3 separate regions of the Mus musculus genome follow, and all the other regions are linked to region 2. The links are chromatin contacts, called in public HiChIP or PLAC-seq and Micro-C maps. All regions are on one chromosome and are shown on one strand. Each heading gives the region's core, a stretch centred on a gene start, on an enhancer-like site or on the middle of the called end of the contact. The rest is flanking DNA. Distances are from core to core; before and after follow the strand shown.

Region 1 (3,917 bases), core at 565-3,064, 140 kb after region 2:
CCTAACAAGCCAGGCTTGCCACTTGCCTTCAGTAAGCCGTTTTAGAGACAAATTAATAATATAAAGCAGAAAACAGGTTTAGACAATGTGACCACATTGGGAAGAATTAAGAGGCCACAGATATGCATAACTAACCAGTCTCAGATGAGTTGTCTGTCCTAATATTGACCCATCATAATCTCTGCCTCAACTCCTCCTACAGGGTAGTCTGACAAGTTGTAAGAGCTGTGCAAGCTCTCTCCAGATGACGAGTTTCAACTCTGCCTGGCCTTTTCTTCTCAGAACGAAATTCCAGGAGAAAATGCCAATTTCTTGGGGACCATTGTTTCAATAGTCTTATAGCCAAAGAGACAGGGACAAGAATGTCATCAGGATGGCCACACTCTGATGCTCATCGGTAGATCCAGTCTCTGGGTCTTCTTGTAGAAAGATAGTTTTGGAGTATTCCAGAATTATTTACCACCCTCTAGGGACCCTCATTTTCTTTATTCTATCCCTAAGTTGGGATTATGCAGGACAGAAATGAATGGCAGTTCCCAGAGGGATTTGGAATGGAAACTGCCCTTGATGGAGCCTCTGATGCATGCTGGTCTCCTCCCTTCTCTTCGATCTTCCATCCTTCCTCCGTGTGTGTGTGTGTGTGTGTGTTTGTGTGTGTGTGTGTGTGCGTGTTTGTGTGCGTGTTTGTGTGCGTGTTTGTGTGTGTGCTGCATGTGTGTTTGTGTTCATGCATGTGTGCTGCGTGTGTGTATGTGTGTGTGTGTGCTCCTGTGTGTGTCCTTATGCATTTCAGGCAGCTGTATATCTAGTTCCTCTTGTGTTTTCATCAACTCAGTAAATCAGAAGTCTGAGTGGTGGGTTAGTCTCCTCTTTCTTCCCGTACTAGGCAATCCTCGCCTGTGACATTGTATTGCTATTTCATAGAAGAGGAAGTGGCTTCCTCATCTGAGGACAGATAAACAACCCCTGTGTTTAACTTAAGCATGGGATTTTAAGCCTGCCCTTATCCTTGACCTCAGGACACAGCATGGGGCAGAGGCAGATATTGACAGACAGGCACCCATGCCTGCTTATAAGGCTGTTTAGGGCTGCTAAAGCCTTCCTGGTCTGTTTCTCTTTTGGCATTTCTTCATCCTTCACCTAGCAATGACATGCTTCCCACCATGGCAATATGATGACACTAATTTCTTTATAGTATGTGTGCTTGCACATGTATAGATATTAATGGTATGCTCAGAGGCCCAAGGTTGATGTTGGAAATTATCCTTAACCACTCTTCCACCTCGTTTGTTGAAGCAGGGCCTCTCAGCCAAATATAGAGTTCCCTGCTGTGCCTCATCTCAATAGCCAGCCAGCTCTGAGGATCTTGTCTTTACCTTCCAAGGCTTGAATTACACATGGGGTCCCAGCCCCACAAACACACAGAACTTATTGGGATCTGGGAGTCTGAACGTTGATCTTCATGCTTGGGAAGCAAACGCTTTACTTGTTGCGCCATCTCCATGGCTCTGATGACACTGGCTTATGATATGGATTTCTATGCTTTATCTATTCTGAGACACATTTCCCCCACATTTAAATAATCTCTGAAACTAGGATGTGTCTTCTAACCACAGGTAATACATAACCGAAGATGTTTTCTCTCTCAAGCTGTGATGTGGATGAGCAAGGTCGGGCGAATGGTAATTTTTATAGCTTACCCTCATACCAGATTTGATGCCTCCCCTACATTTCACCCCTACATCCTCCCCCACTTCTGAGACCAGCATCTGTGCTGGCCTGTGTGACTCACCTCCTGTTGTTTCCTCAGACAGGAGATATCCCAAAAGTGAGGCTGACTTGAGTCACAGTATCTGCAGCCCTCAGCTTGTTCTCCCTACTATGACCTCTTGTTTCTTCCTCTTTTTATCTTATCAATAATCTTATGGCCTCTTGGGAGTTAAGACGGAAGATTATAGTTTCTGATTTGTGGCTTCAGCTGGTTATTTATTCCCTTGAGTCTGCCGTTAGGAATCCAATGCCTCCATCAGTACAGATGAGCTCAGCTGAGGTTAACGTCTGCGCAGATGGAGCTCCTGTTTCTAAGCTGCGAGTGGGGTGGGCTGGCTCCTTCATTCGAGTGCCTTCGTGTCTCCACCCCATGTGGATTGGTCATGAAGTAATTGCTGTGGCCTTGTTAGAGCAGAAATTGAATTGCCCTGAGGTATAAAAGGTTGAGATGATTGTGTGGACATCACTGTCATTCCCAGAAAGCATATGGCTCCCTGATAACTTTTGCTAGAAGCTATTTCCCCTTAAGGTTGTATCTTTGGGGATTTGAGTCACCTTATCTGAAATTATAGTAAAAGAAAAACAAAAGTATCTTGAAGGGCATTGGGATGGCAAGGAAAATATCAGTGCCACAAGCAGGGAAAGAAAAAGTAAGGACAGAGATTCCACACATGGATCCCTGGGTCCCAGTGGGACCCCGTGGTCGAAGGAAGGAAGCTGGAGCCTGGAGCTCACAGGAATCGTCTCTCAGAGAGAAGGGAGCACGTGAGAGCATTGGTAGGGTAGGATGCCTGCTGAAACAGGCTCGGGAGCTCCGATCCGCTGATCCTCAGTCTGCCTTCCTTCCATGTGCTGGTGGCATCCATTGCCCAGAGTGTTTCCTCTGTCCTCTGCAGCCTGCAAGGAAGATGACATTTGAGAAAGAATGAGCATTCACACCTGGACTCTCAGTAACTGTTAGCCTGCGTCTGTAACTGTGATTAAACACTTGAGATCAATCAGCTTAAAGAAAGAGAGGAAGAGAGGAAGAGAGGAAGAGAGGAAGAGAGGAAGAGAGAGAGAGAGAGAGAAAGAGAGAGAGAGAGAGAAACAAAGAAACAAAGAAACAAAGAAACAAAGAAACAAACAAACTTGGGCCACAGGTGTCAAAGATTCAGACCATGGCTGAATGGTCCCATTGCTTTGGGTCTGTGACAGCATAGTACATCATGGCATGAGCTGTGACAAAGGAGACTGCTTGCCTCATGGCTGGGTACAAGAGAGAGGACATACCTGACATCCCACAATCCCTTTTAAGAGCATTCCCCATAATCTTAAAACCTCTCACCTCTTAAAGGTCTTAATACAATTTTCTCTTGTTCCCATTTGGTAAAAAAACAAAACAAAAACACCACCCATCACAAGCCTTAATAGAACAAAAGCAACTTGACAATTATGACCTCCATGTGTTAAAAGTGCATATCATTCCACCACCAGTGGCTGGGGGTGTTTGCTGTGTTCGTGCAGAAGGTGTCATGGGAGCTGCTCCCTGGAGCTCTTGGCTGGGAGGAGGGAGGGCTATGAGATAGAACCTCAAGCAGAGATGTCACCCTGGGCCAATATAAGAACATTGTGATGTTTATACTCTTCAGGTTAACCATTTTCAAGGTTTGTTTCCCTGGGCTCTTGCCTGAAGGCAAAGGGTAGACAAGGTGACTCCCTCTTTAGGGCCTGCATGGATTGCCAGACAGTGGAGGTGAGAAATGGTGACTCAGAGGGCAGTCAGCCTCTGTGGTTATCTACCCATCGCAAGGTTGCAGACCTTTTCCCTGGAGGGATCATGAGTGAAGAGCCAGGCCCTGCTAGCCAGTCTGCTAGTTTCCCCCAGCCTCTGTGAACTCAGAGCTTCCTATAAGCCTCTCTTCTCCCTCACGAAGTCTTGAAGGCCACTTGGTTTGGGGATCAATAGCAGAGGTACCTATTGTGCAGGTTAAAGCCCAGTGTTGGAGCCCCAATGTTAGGAACTGTCCACTTCCACACCACCAAAGATGCAACTGGCCCCATCCTGAGAAGGCCTTTTGAGAGCAGAGACAGGGGAGTCTGCTACTTATGTCTCCAGCAGTTGTGCAGAACCTGGCACTTGAGAGTGGTGAAGCAAAGAAAGAAGC
Region 2 (4,119 bases), core at 374-2,873:
ACAGCTTCATAGATAGGGACCAGCCTGCAGCCCAGCATCTAATCCACGGGTTTTCAACCTTCCTAATGCTGTGACCCTTTAATACAGTTCCTCACGCTGTGGTGACCCCCAACCATAAAATTATGGTAGTACCACTCCATGACTGTAATTTTCCTATTGTTATGAATTGAAATGTAAATATGTGTTTTCTCATAGTCTTAGGTGGGCCCTCTGAAAGGATCTTTCAACACTAGAGGGGGTCACAGCCCACAAGTTGAGAGCCACTGATGTAGGCTCACCCAACGTTGGCTCTGCAGATGTGTACTTACACAAAGCCCCAGATTCAATCCCCAGACTGCCTTCCTATCCCCCCAGACCAGACCTGTAATGCTGATAGCAATGGAAACTGCAAAGGCTTCAAATTAAATCACATGAATGCAAAATGTGTGAACCACAAAAGCACAGCAAAACCGTGGAATTTTTCTCTCATTTAAGCAAGACAGAGAGAACTTATTAAGCAAAAAAGAAAGCTTTTGGTCACTGAAAGGTGATCCAAAATTGTCGACTATTTTATTGTTGTAATTCTTTGGATTTTGTGAAGGTTTTATCACGTAGCTCAGGCTGGCCTGTAACTCAACACACCTCTTGTTTCTCCCTCCTAAATACTTGGGACTACAGCCATGGAGCACTAACTATAGTATTTTTTTTAAAAAGATGTATTTATTTTTATATGAATTGGAGTTTAGCCTGCATGTAGGAGAGAACCAGATCCCCTGGAACTGGAGTTAGAGACAGCTGTGAGCTGCCGTGTGGGTGCTGGGAACTGAACCTGGGGCCTCTGGAAGAGCAGCCAGTGCTCTTAACTGCTGAGCCATCTCTCCAGCCCCAACTATAGTATTTTTAAAAACCTGTACACAAAGAAAAAATATTGAAGAGAACAAATACCAAAGTCAAATGTTCATTTCTGACTTGCTGGAATTGCCTAAGATTTTTTAACACAAAAGGGGCAGGGTCTATTTGTAAATAGTTTCCTGATACACAATATCAGGCCACCAATATACAATTCTAGCCTATCGCAGTGGTCACAGGGTCCTTCAGGAGGAAGTCAGGCTGAAGCTAAAGCACTAACTTTATGTCACTGGGACCAGCATGTAGAGTCTGGACCCTGCCTGACTCCTCTCCAACCCGGATGGCATGGCCTGCCCTCGGCTTAGGCTGGTCAGGCTTTCCAACAGGGCGTCCCTACTACCCTCAGGGCTTCCTGCCTGGGTCCCTCCTGCCAAGGCCGCTCGCTGGCCCCGGTAAAGCCTGGGGTGGAGGCGACTCCGCTCTCCGCCACGCCTCCCTCCCAGCGCTGGGCCTGGCTGTGGCTGTGCGGTCCGCACGCGGCTCCTCCAGCCTCAGCCTCGGGCATCGCCTGCAGGGGGCGCCCCGGCGCGCGCAGCCGAGCGGCCTTCCGTCCGGAGCCGCGCTCCTGAGACCATGTCGCTCTCCACCGGGGCTCGCGACAAACACGGGCAAAGGCACGCGTACTTCGCCCGCAAAACTGTCCGCAGGGAAAGAGGTGGGGCTCCGGCTGGGCGGAACCCACTTTCATTTTGCCGCACGGCTTAGATGATCGTTCCCCGGAAGCAAACCCCTCCACGTCCAGAAGCGCTGTCTCTGCCCAAGTGGAGGTCAACATCGGGAGAGTGCTTCCTTCCGCTGACTCCTCCCTGGGAGGGCAGAATGTGCCAGCAAAGTCTAGTTAGAACCTTCCTGCGGGAGGGATCCTTGGGTGGAGACTGGAAGTTGAAGTCAGGTTGTAAAGTCTACTGATGGTTTATGGTAGATGTTAATCACTTTCTTACTGTGATAAGAAGAGTATTAACCTAAGCAAAGTGAGCACACTTTTTCCATTACTGGAGAACCCACGATCAGTTTTCACTTTGCTCCCATCAGTCACTGGAAGCACCCCTGGAACCCAGAGCCTCCCTCAGTGACTTGCATCCGGGACTTACCTAACAAAGTTGATCTTTATATCTAGAGTGGGTTAGGAAGGTCGTGTGTGATCCTTGAGCCTCCCAGGCAGACGAAACGTGCCATAACTTGTTTTCTATTTTCCTTGGCTGGCGTTTGTCTTTTATCAGTATTTTGTTTGCATGGCATGGAAGGTGTCTGGTGATGCGTGCAGTAAAGACAACGGGAAAAGTGGGAACGCCAGGCTGCCAGTGTTGCTCTCCTAATTAGGACAGTGGAGAAAGTACACCAGAAAGGGCTGTCTGAATCAGTGACTGGAGGAGGTCGGCAAGGGAGAGCAGCACTTCGGGCAACAGTTTTAGAATTCTGAGAAAACTGGCTTGCAGGCTTACAAACCGTGAGTGGAACCCTGAATTTTATGCTAGTAGGTAAACACTCTACCACTGAACTACAACCTCATTTTGCTTTTAATTTTTACATTCATTATGACATGAGCCTGGCACGGTGGTACAGTCTAACCATCTGTACATCTATACAGTATGCATCTATATGGACTGACATCCAGAAAAAGTAATGAAGAAAACCTAGTTAAAAATGCATTATAAGCACTTAACAAAAAACAAAATAAAACATGTCATAGGAAAAAAAAAACAAGTCATATGAAAAGAGACTCAACCTTAGTCATGGATGAAGTAAAAATTCAAGAAAAGACATTCTACACAAATAGATTTATCTTAACAGAAGAAATGTAAAACTAGTGTCAAAGGACTCAGCTTCATATATTGAAGTTCTCTGTGTAAAATGATAAAAGCACTTCACAAAAGTTTACTGCTTTAGAGTTTTGAAGTGAGGGTTCCTGTGGAGGTCAGAGTGAAAGCCAGGTGTGAGTGGAAGCAACAGAAGGAGCTGCTCGTGTTTCGGTCCATGGAAAGGTCAGCTTGGTGCTAGCAGTTACAGGAGGCGTGAACTCTGCTTTATAGAATGTGGATGCTGGACACAGAGCTGTCATCTTTGACCAATTTCATGGAGTACAGGACATTGTGGTAGGGGAAGGGACTCACTTTCTCATCCCTTGGGTACAGAAGCCAATTTTCTTTGACAGCTGCTCTCGACCACGGAACGTACCATCACTAGTAGCAAAGATCTGCACAACGTCAACGTCACACTGCTCATCCTCTTCCGGTGGCCAGCCAGCTTCCTCGTATCTACACCAACATCAGCCAGGACTATGATGAGCAGGTGCTGCTGTCTTATCACCACGGAGATCCTCATGTCAGTGGTGGCTTGATTTGATGCTGGAGAATTGATTACCCAGCGAGAGCTATCTCCAGGCAAGTGAGCGATGACCTCACAGAGCAAGCAGCAACATTTGGGCTCATCCTGGATGACGTGTCCCTGACACATCTGATCTTTGAGAAGGAGTTCACAGAGGCAGTAGAAGCCAAACAGGTGGCTCAGCAGGACGCTGAGAGAGCCAGATTTGTAGCAGCAGAAGGCGGCCATCATCTCTGCTGAGGGTGACTCCAAGGCAGCTGAGCTGATCGACAACTCGCTGGCCACAGCAGGCTATGGCCTGATTGAGCTATGCAAGCTGGAAGCTGCTGAGGACATTGCATACCAGCTCTGCCGCTCTGGGGACATCACCTACCTGCCAGCAAGGCAGTCCGTGCTCCTCCAGCTTCCCCAGTGAGGCCAGCCGGGCCACGGCCTCCATCATGCTGAATGATGCCTTCCTTCTGCCCTACCCCAGAAATAACGGCGAAATTTAATGATTGGCTTAAAGTGAAGGAAATAAAGGTAAAATCACTTCTGATCTCTAAAAAAAAATTGAAGTGAACCCTGGGGATTGAAAAAGTGTTTGCCTTGCAAGTCAGATACCTGAGTTGGATCCCTAAAACCCACATAAATAAAATAAAATAAAATAAAATAAAATAAAATAAAATAAAATAAAATAAAATAAAATAAAATGGCAGAGTGGGGGGGCTGAAGAGATGGCTCAGTGGTTAAGAGGACTGATTGCTCTTCCAGAGGTCCTGAGTTCAATTCCCAGCAACCACATGGTGGCTCACAACCATCTGTATGTAATGAGATCCGGTGCCCTCTTCTGGTGTGTCTGAAGACAGCAACAATGTACTCACATATATTAAATAAATCTTTAAAAAAGAAAAAACAAAACAAAAC
Region 3 (3,542 bases), core at 770-3,269, 160 kb after region 2:
AGTTAGACCGCATGTCATGAGGAAAGCTTCCTCAGATGGGGACACACTTGTTCTCAGAGCAGGAGATTAAGAGACTTGCAAGCATGGCTCAGCATCTGGAATCTGGAGGTGGAAGCAAGGCAATCTGTTTTCTTTGTTCACGGATTGTCTTAAACAGAGGTGTGGAGGCCAGCAGACATCAGGACAATTGCAATTCTGGGCTTGTGTGCTTAGTGGGCCTGCTGATCAGCTGGGCTGGTGGCTGAGGTTGAGTATAGAGGTTGAGTATAAGAAGCTGGTGGGGGGGGGTTCCCTGGGGCAGAGGCAGTTGGTATTTGGCTGCGATGTGTTCAGAAGGGGGAATCACAAGCAGGAGGTGGTCTGAGGTATGGGCAGACCCTGCAGGCTGTGGAAGTCACTCGCAGGAGGTAGTGTAGGGTGTGGACCGACCCTGGGATGCTGTGCACGGAGGTACAGCTCCTACCCTAAAAGGGGGGAATGTGGTTGAGGAGGAGGAGAGGAGCAGGTGAAATCACGAGGTGCCACTCCCTGCAGCGTCTCACGATGCGCTTCTTTTGTAAATGTACACAGCAGCAGAGTCCAAGCCTGAGCTCTGGGGAGGTCCTCAGGGCTCTCATCTCCACAGAGGCACCAGGTGGACTGGCCACCGTCTCACTAGGTTGTGGAGATTCTTGAATGACCCAAGTCACAGGTGCATTGATGAGATAAGGGACACATGAGCCACTCAGAGGAACAGGGAACCAGGCTGAGCACGTGCATTTGTTTTAAGGATCGTGACCTGGAGGAGTTGTTGTCACACCCAGCCAGCGTCATGCCCCTCCTAAGCCAGGAACCCACTCCACAGAGAGGTTTGCAGTGGGCCTGTTGGATGCTACTCCTGTGCTGTTAGCACACAGTACAATAGTGTGCCCATCCCCATACCACGATGTCACTGCCCTTTGGTCCCTCTTTTGTCTGTGGAATTTGGGGAATGGGGCATGAGAGCATTTGTGGAGCTGCCTTGAGTGTTAGAGTCTGGTTGTCATAGGTGCTTCCTGTTTTGAGGGCCAACTTAACAGTGATTTTCCTTCTTTCTCCCTCTCCTCCCCCCCCCCCCCCGCCACTTCTTTCTTTCTAAGAAACTAAAATCTCACTTGTTAGTGTGTAAAGTGTAATAATATTCCTGTGAGCCCAGGGCAGCAGAGTGCCTGAGAACCAGAGTGCATGCTCGCCAAAGTGTCAGGATATCAGCTCTCAGCCTGAGTCGTGACCCCGTATCAGATATATACATTGCAATTCATAACAGCTGCAAAATTATAATTTTGAAGTAGCAACAAAATAATTGTATGGTCGGGGGGTCACCACAGCATGAAGAATTGTACTAAAGGGTCACAGCATCAGGAAGGGTGAGAACCACTAGGTTAAGAAAACCTTGCCTCAGAATCTAGGTTTCTGTTGGGTGATTTGGGTCTCTGTGAGGTGGACCTTGCAATGTGCTGCGAGGGTTGGTGGGGACACCTTGAGGATGAAATATCTTACCATTTCTATGCAGAAGGTCACTGTCTTGTACCAGTCAGCAAAAGCCCTTCTGTGTGTGATGTTGGTGCTTTGTGAATCCATTTGTTAAGTAGGAACACTAAAACCAATAGCAACATATTCATTCATTCTCTCCCTCCCTCCCTCCCCTCCCTTCCCCTCCCTCTTGCCAGCTCCTTGCTGGCAGGTCTAGGTGAGAGAAGAGAGGTCCCAGTCCTGTGGGGGTCTCTCTGGGGCTGAGCAGGATGGCGAGTGTTGATGGCCCAAAAGAAACACACCTGGGCTGTCTGTCAAAGCAGGAACTCAACTTTATGGCGTCAGCCTCTCGATTATATAAGTTTTGAACATAGGAAGGGGGATTTTTGGGGGGGGAGGGTAAGATGATGTAGGAGGTGGGGAAGGGTGACAGAGGGTATGGAGTGACTGACAGGGCCAATGGCAAAGCTCTACACCGGCAACGGCTAGGCAGAGGCAGGGCCAAACAGGTCTTGCTGAGTCACCCGATATGGAAGTGACTGAGACAGGTCTTAAAACTTAAGCCAGGCTTGGGTTTGTCCTCAAGGCCCAAACCAGAGCCAGAATGGGGCCCAACACCCTCTATGTGGTGTGTGTGTGTGTGTGTGTCTGAGTGCATCTGCATGTGTTTGCACATGCATGTGTGCATATGTGTGTGCACATATACACATGCATACATGTATGTGCTCTTTCTCCCACCAGCACTCACTGTATGTGTGTCTATCTCTTTCTCTTGTTTGCTCATTTGATCTCTCACTCTCTCTCACTCTCCTCTTTCCCCCTCCCACTCTGGTCTACCCCTTCCCTATCTCCTTTCTCCTCCCCCTCCATTCTCCCTTGCTGTTCCTTCATGCACATGTTGTGTGTGGCATTTGCTTGTCTCTTGAAGTAGAAAAAAAGCTAAGAAAGGGACATCTTTCCATTGGTCCCTTTTCTGTGACAGGTGAAAGGTGTTCAGTATGTCATTCTCTTTACCTTTGTATATTAAGATGTTTCACAAATGAGGTGGCTCAGCTTAGACATGACTTCCTCTGGGAAGGTTTCTGCAGGCATTCAAGATTCTTCTTAGCTGCTTCTAGAGGACTCTAGCACTGATTCTCTTCTAGCTCGTTACTGGGAGTGGATATGTGGGCCACAGCCTGGACATCATTTGGGAAATTGCTAGAAGTATTATTTTTTCTATGTTTAGAAACTATTTTGACAGTGTCTGAAACAATGCATAATAAAGTCTGAGAAACAGCCCCACCACTTTCCCTGCAGAATCCACCTGCCACTCCTTAGGACTCACCACAGGCAGGACTCCCTGTTGCTGTACCCCAGCACCAAGGCCAGCCATTGCTCCTGTTGTCTGGAATGGTGGATGTGGGCCAGGGAATGCACTGGGCCCATGTGTGGAAGAGGGCAGGAGCCCTGAGTCTGGTCTCTTCTTTACTGCCTAGATTAAAGTGAACATTCTGGGAGAGGTGGTGGAGAAGGGCAGCAGTTGCTTCCCGGTGGACACCACGGGCTTCAGTCTGCACTCAGCCATCTATGCCGCCAGGCCCGACGTGCGGTGTGCCATCCACCTGCACACGCCTGCCACCGCAGCGGTGAGTAGTGCCTGGCTTCCTGTGGCAGCCAGCCCGGAGTGCCTAAGTTTCTCCCTGAGCAGATATCATCTGGAGTATAGCCATGTCATCATCTAAAAATTCTGGAAAGGGGGCAGAGAGATGGTTCAGTAGTTAAGAGCTGCTCTTCCAGAGGACTTTGCTTCCATTCTCAGCAGCCATATGGCTGCTCACAGCTGTCTGTAACCCTAGTCCCAGGAAATTTGACACCCTCTGTTCTGGCCTTTGCAGGTACTGCATGCATGTGATGCTAAGACAAACATGAAGGCAAACACCCATACACATAAAATAAAAAATAAAAATAATGATAAAAAATTTTTGTAAAGATCTGGAACTCAGGCCAAGAGAGTGAATTCTCAGCTTAGGACTTTCTATTCCAACCCTCTTTCCATATACCAAGGTCTT

What was found. A called contact is a pair of places that touch in the nucleus more often than the background predicts. HiChIP or PLAC-seq counts read pairs in DNA pulled down with a chosen protein or histone mark.
Region 1: a FOXA1 HiChIP or PLAC-seq map of pancreatic cancer cells shows a contact between it and region 2. The contact joins two enhancer-like sites. A contact is called at or near these places in 2 of 15 datasets of contacts at CTCF or cohesin (pro-B cells and stem cell-derived epiblast-like cells), 21 of 484 Hi-C or Micro-C datasets (the AML12 cell line, the Ba/F3 cell line, the C2C12 cell line and 9 more), 1 of 115 datasets of contacts at active chromatin or transcription factors (pancreatic cancer cells) and 4 of 9 other capture datasets (adipose tissue, embryonic stem cells, liver and 1 more).
Region 3: a Micro-C map of the G1E-ER4 cell line shows a contact between it and region 2. The contact joins two enhancer-like sites. A contact is called at or near these places in 3 of 39 promoter capture datasets (the 3T3-L1 cell line, hippocampal neurons and pre-B cells), 2 of 15 datasets of contacts at CTCF or cohesin (pro-B cells and stem cell-derived epiblast-like cells), 24 of 484 Hi-C or Micro-C datasets (the AML12 cell line, the Ba/F3 cell line, the C2C12 cell line and 12 more) and 3 of 9 other capture datasets (embryonic stem cells, liver and pancreatic islet).

Annotation. Positions count from the first base shown.
Region 1 is chr6:86,073,172-86,077,088 of GRCm38.p6, forward strand. All of the region lies in intron 1 of Add2 (adducin 2 (beta)), which reads left to right. Among named protein-coding and RNA genes, the nearest start is that of Add2, 46 kb to the left of the region's middle. Within about 2 kb of position 1,815, at least 16 of the 459 cell types and tissues checked have an H3K27ac peak or open chromatin away from gene starts, as enhancers often do. A contact at or near this core is called in the C2C12 cell line, the G1E-ER4 cell line, pancreatic cancer cells and 1 more, where this site is marked.
Region 2 is chr6:85,935,593-85,939,711 of GRCm38.p6, forward strand. It overlaps the pseudogene Gm7542. Among named protein-coding and RNA genes, the nearest start is that of Tprkb, 22 kb to the left of the region's middle. Within about 2 kb of position 1,624, at least 366 of the 459 cell types and tissues checked have an H3K27ac peak or open chromatin away from gene starts, as enhancers often do. A contact at or near this core is called in the Ba/F3 cell line, the C2C12 cell line, the G1E-ER4 cell line and 2 more, where this site is marked.
Region 3 is chr6:86,093,717-86,097,258 of GRCm38.p6, forward strand. It overlaps Add2 (adducin 2 (beta)), which reads left to right. Exons shown (of 16, transcript NM_001271857.1): 7 at 2,970-3,119. Among named protein-coding and RNA genes, the nearest start is that of Add2, 67 kb to the left of the region's middle. Within about 2 kb of position 2,020, at least 13 of the 459 cell types and tissues checked have an H3K27ac peak or open chromatin away from gene starts, as enhancers often do. A contact at or near this core is called in the Ba/F3 cell line and the G1E-ER4 cell line, where this site is marked.